Linked DNA regions of Rattus norvegicus: region 2 is linked to region 1. A link is a contact called in public Hi-C data. All regions are on one chromosome and are shown on one strand. The core of a region is the stretch at or near the end of the contact, and the rest is flanking DNA. Distances in the headings are between cores, read along the strand shown. Region 1 has its middle 570 kb from the start of Fam181b. Region 2 has its middle 650 kb from the start of Fam181b.

Region 1 (2,950 bases), core at 420-2,919:
TTCCTAAAGCATAGTCACAATGGTCTATTTCTTCTTCGGAATAGAGTCAAATATCAAAGTAATAGGGATTGTGATTCTAGAAATAGAGAATTAGTTTCTTTTCTCTTTCTGTAACCAAACATCCCCAAAGAAGTAATTTAAAGAAAAAAGGATTATTTTTGCTCTAAATTTGAGGACACACAGTTCATTAAGGCATGGAGGGAATGGCAGCAAGAGAATGAGGGGAAATGACTAGCCACATTGTGCCTTGATTGAGGAATCAGCTCACATATTTCCTTCCATTCAAATCTGAGACCTCAGCTCGTGAGATCCACATTCAGCATCATTTTTCTCTCTTCAATTAGACAGTTCTGGAAATATCCTCACAGACATGCCTCGAGGTATCTTTCCATGGTGATTCTAATCCCATTTAAATCAGAAACAAAGATTATCTATCACAAACACGATTTCAAAAGTTGACCTAGACACAGGGATCAGATTTAATGAGAACTATCAAAATATGGAGCTTCTAGTTCAGTGTAAATGGCATGGATATTGATCATCTTATCACTAGATCATCAATATATAACAATGAAGCCAATTTGGGGTTTTAGGAATTAATAGTTGGAATGATAAATAATGTACAGGAGGGAAAACATGGAGCTCAGAGACATCCCAGTTCTTAATTTTATTTTACATAGCACTGATATGCTATGCATATATAATAGCAGGACTACAAGTTTAAAACACACACACACACACACACACACACACACACACACACACACACACACACACACACCATTCTGCCAAGGGGATCAGATTCAACAACAAATCTTTATATTCTACCTGTCCTAGCTGATGGAGGAAAGATTACCAGACTGAAGATAAACAGTAGGTCTTATCTTTGAATTGGCTTTCTCTCCCAGAGCTTAAGTTGTGTGTTTATTTTTTTCATTTTCTGTTTCTCAGTGAAAAGATGATGCCAAGGGCAAAACAGGGGATGGATAAAATCATCACTTGTGATGTTACTATTGGCCTTAGGACAGGATATACAGGGGAATCAATGGCGTTGTCCAACTTATGTGGAAATTCAAATAGTGTTTGAAGCCACAGCTCTACCAACATATAACTGAACATGAAATGAAGAACTATCCGCCCACACCCAGGGGTTTGCTTCCTATAGCATGCAAAGGAAACTTCTTAAGGGCTCAGAAAAAATAAAATTTTATTACCTAGTAATCTCTCTCTGTCTTTCTCTTCTATTCTCCACTCTATCTCTTGCTCCCTCTTCATTCTATCTTTTATCCTGCCTCACTTTTAGCCCTATTAAGTTAACTGTACAACATTTAAATTTATCATATTTGAATATAATATGTATATATACACATATATACATACATACACATATACATTATATCTGTATCTTTCTTCTGCTGTTAGTTGATTTATAGGGTTCTATATAACCAAGTCCATCTAAGGTAGGTAAATAGATTCTAGGACTTGAACACAAAGATTTTTATTGTTATTAATATGTAGTTGAAGTTATGCTCCAATACCTTAGCATTAACAAAATTTTAAGAATAATATAAAGATGTTAAAACTAATATATGTACTTCTGCATTACTCTGTTCAGTGTGGTCTCTGTATCAAGTGAGTATGGTACTCTCTGCTCTATCACTGATGAACAAACAAGATTATGCTTGGTCAGGAAGCCACAACTCTTGTTAAACTTTATTAGTGTTCACGATCGGTAACGGGAAGCTGAGGTGAAAAAGAAGTAAATATAAAGCGTTTGTTTCAGACAGCCAGAGACAAGTTCATTGAGCTGTAAATTAAATTGAATGCTACAAAATATACACATCGTTAAGAAGTTCATTCTCTGCAAAACTGTTATATTTGAAAAGTCTTTTCAATTGAAATGACTTCAATGAGCACTAAGTCATTTTGCTACAGCAGGAGATTGCAAGAGTTGAGAGTGTTGCAAGTAGGGATTTGTGGAGTTACTTTTGTAAATATACAAAAGATCAAGGGTTTTACTCACTGTGTCAATTATGTCTTCTACCACATGTGTACTACCTTGTTAAACACTTGTGCATGGTATTAAAATTTTCAGGCTCTTTTGTCATCTACATTTATTTTATATATACATTAAATTTGCCTTTTAATCTAGTCCTTTTTTGTGTCACTGCTGTATTTAAGGTCTTAGCTGGAACCATCTTGATTAGTACTGAATTAAGTGTCTATGTATACATATAACTAGGAAGGCAGTGCTATGCTTACCTTCTATGACCCTAAATAGATAGCCCCCCCCTTTCAAAAAAAATCTCAAACCTACACAAGTTCTACATAATCAAAAGTTTAGCATGGGTTGGGGAAATGATCTCAGGGCCCAGATCCCAAGTAGAAGAACTACTGATAGTTTAAGAAGGGGGATGCTGAATGTGTGGTCACTAGTAAGTTTTCCATATCCCAAAGGATGGCCTCCCACTCATCCCCATATGTAGCACTCATTAGACTTAGAATTTTATTTTTTAGGAAGCTTTGGATATAGGAAGCTGACATGTAAGGGAGGATATAGGAAGAGTTGAAGGAGAAAATTAATCCACATGTGATTGTATTTCATTACATCTATGTATGTTATTCTCAAGAATAAAGAAAAGAGGGGGGTTGGGGATTTAGCTCAGTGGTAGAGCACTTGCCAGCAAGCACAAGGCCCTGGGTTCTGTCCCCAGCTCCGAAAAAAAGAATTAAAAAAAAGAATAGAGAAAAGAGATCTTGTATATGTACAGAGTCCTGTGAAATGCCATTTTCTGGATATGGCTTTCTATTACACTCATGAAACTACAACTGTTGTTACCTGAATAAGACCTGCACAAGACCTACATAGGATCAGACAGACCAAAATTCTAGCCTAGGTTATCTCTTGCATTCATCCTTGACAGAGGACCAATTGACAATTCACAACAAT
Region 2 (3,071 bases), core at 319-2,818, 82 kb after region 1:
TATTTTTCTGTATCTATTACTAAATAATTAGATTTTGCTTTAAAGATAATGTCAGCAACATAGATAAGACTTATCTAAAATTGCTTTTCCCATGTACACATGTTAATTTTATAAATCCTTTGCCCTTTGTGCATTAGCCCCACATGAAGAGGACAAATGGATCTTGGATATAATTAGTGCCCCATGAGGTATAGTGTCCATTGTCCATGAGGTGTACTGTCAGAGAGATGCTTGGTCTTATTCATGGATACCAAGGGACAGGGCAGGCATTTCAGAAAGGGAAGTAAAGCAAGCAGATAAACAAAACCAAACTTGTATGGAGCTCCGTTACTTTGTATACTGATCTAAAAGCACTAAAACAAATTTTACTATAGCCTATCATTTTATTTTTTAAATTACCTTGTGTAAAAGAATACTAAAGATTTTCCCAAGTATTTCCAAACCTAGATATCAATGAACTCTAATAACACTTTAAGTTTTGGAGTGAAATAATTTTATTAGCTCTTTGAGGATTTCAGATATAATTTTATCACTTCCTAAACTCCACCCAGAACTGTCCCCATTTTCCAATTCACTCAAATGTGCTCTTTTATTTTTAAAACACATTAAGTAGAATTATAATGGCAGTATACTTTTTAAGTGTCCTATTCACTGGTACATGGTTAACACACCCACAACCACATCCTTAATAAACACAATCTCCCTTTGTCAACAGTTATCAACTGCCAATATCTTCTCTGTTAGTGGTGGGCCTTCATGCCTATTTATTTTCACCTAGAATCGTGTTGGTTCGAGGTTTTACAGGTCTTGTGTAAGCTGCCTCAGTTGTTGGAAATATCTATGCTCAACCGCTCTGCTATGTTGAGAAAACTTTTTTTTTTGATAGTCATTCACGACTTCTGTCTCTTACGATCGTTACACTCCATTGGTTCATGATGCAGGTGTCTCAGGCAGGGCTGAGCTGAGCTGAGCATGCTGACTCTCTTACTCTGCACTCTCACCAGTTGTTTACCGGGAAAAGTCAATAAATAATTGCAAAAACATAAAACCTCCACCTTTGCTAGTTAAAGTTTAAAAAAAAAACCAAACTTTTGAGAAAGGTTGCTCAGCCTGCCTGATTAAGATAAAAGGAATTCTGTGAGAGACAGAAAGCAGACTCAACAAATGTCGAAGTCCAACATACCAATGTAGAATTGAGGTTCATAGTACTTCTGATATTTATTAGTTTTATAATCGTGGTCAAACTTTGTAACAGCTATGAGTGAATAATTCAGACTAATTGAGCAGAAGGCAAATAGTAAGAAATTAAATAAGACAATCTTGGAAAAAATGATTGAAGAAAAATTAAATCAGATTTAGGTCAATGTTTGGAAGCAATATCCTGTCTAGTTATTGTCACATAACACATTCTTTGGGTATCTCTATTCTTGCTTGTTCACATGTGGTACAGGTGTGTGTGTGTGTGTGTGTGTGTGTGTGTGTGTGTCTGTGTCTGTGTGTCTGTCTGTGTGTCTGTCTGTCTGTCTGTCTTGGACACTCTCTCTCTCATTTTGTTGACCTCTCCCTGACCTCCATGCTCACTGAGTTGGCTAGACTAGCACTACAGTGAGCTCCTCACAGCACTAGAACTATAGATACCACGATTCCCCACTTTTTATGTTGCTGTTGATATTCCAACTCAGGTCTCCATGATTTGTGGCAAGCATTTTATTGAACAAACAACATTTACATCTACAGGCTCTATTTCATTAAAGGAAATTTTATTTTCTTGAGTAGTGTGAAAATAATCTTTCTCCATGACTTCCAGGAAGCATATTGCAGTATTTTAGGACATCTTAATTTGAGTCATATCTTTTACCTTAACAGCTATGATACCTTTGTTAAGATACTCCACTTTTCCTTGTCTCAGATTTTCACTGACCCAGATACCATTAAATCCTGGTATTGTTGCAAATATTTGTATTATTCACTTGTCCTCCAGAACAGCATAATGTGAGTCTACAAGGTGAAGGCCAGCCTAGATAATATAGAAAAGCTATGTTTCAAAATAAAAGCAAGCAAACAAACAAACATGAAAGACATTGCATACTAGGCTATAAAATGTGTCACTGGTGTGACTAGATCTTCTTTCCGCCCAAGTTATACTTCCATAAACATTCAGGTTTCAAGGCTCCCGTAAAAACTGTTACAAACATCTCCTTTGGTGCAGAGCATGTTGAGCATTGTGTCTGGTCTTTCACTTATAAGTTTTGACATTGAGCATACCACTTAACCTAAGACTTAGTCTCCTTGTCTCCGAACATGGTCTTAATGATGCCATCTCCTCTATGGATTACTTTTCAACGGAGTCAATGGGGTGTGAGCAGTGCTGACTCCATGAAACTTGTAAAAGCAATGTGAATAATAGACACATCAAGCATGAGAATGAGAGAAGAAAATACAGTGAATTGTTATTCCTACTTTATGGTTTTCATAGTAAAGTTATATATTAGATCTAACTTTTTCCCATCATTTTCTAGCTGAGGCGCAGTGAAGTGCAACAACTGTCTTAAAAATAAAAGAAAGCCTAGATTATAACAGAAATGGAGTCCCCGACTCCCTCTTTATCACTTAAGTAATACTGTTATTTTTTTTCAGATCCATTAAAATGGAATGCGATGTAGTGTTGTGAACTAAAATAAGAATATTTTGCAAAGCCCCTTAAGTAGCAAAAGACTAGGGGAGTATTATCCTAGACCAAATTTTTACAGTACTTTGAAATAAAATTCATCTTTGGTGGAAATAAGGTTACAGGTTACACTGAAGTTTATCCTTTTATGTTCTTAACACCAACGAAAAGTTCATCTATCTTTGTTTACTATGATTCCCTATTGTGGCAGTGAAGACACAGACTCAGAAAGGTTCAATATTTTCACCTTAGTCACACAGCTAGGAACCAGGCCAGATTCACTGGACTCCTTATCCAGAATGTTCTCCCTGTCAAATACCAGTGCAAGTATGAAAAAACAACCTAGCCAATTTTCTCCAATACTTGGACTAGTTAAAAATCACTCGCCAGGTGCTGCTTCTCT

What was found. A called contact is a pair of places that touch in the nucleus more often than the background predicts.
Region 2: a Hi-C map of liver shows a contact between it and region 1, with 6 times the contacts expected there. The contact joins two enhancer-like sites. A contact is called at or near these places in 3 of 12 Hi-C or Micro-C datasets (kidney and liver).

What each region holds. Positions count from the first base shown.
Region 1 is chr1:157,149,147-157,152,096 of GRCr8, forward strand. No RefSeq gene overlaps it. Among named protein-coding and RNA genes, the nearest start is that of Fam181b, 570 kb to the left of the region's middle. Within about 2 kb of position 1,670, at least 1 of the 93 cell types and tissues checked has an H3K27ac peak or open chromatin away from gene starts, as enhancers often do. A contact at or near this core is called in liver, where this site is marked.
Region 2 is chr1:157,231,278-157,234,348 of GRCr8, forward strand. No RefSeq gene overlaps it. Among named protein-coding and RNA genes, the nearest start is that of Fam181b, 650 kb to the left of the region's middle. Within about 2 kb of position 1,569, at least 2 of the 93 cell types and tissues checked have an H3K27ac peak or open chromatin away from gene starts, as enhancers often do. A contact at or near this core is called in liver, where this site is marked.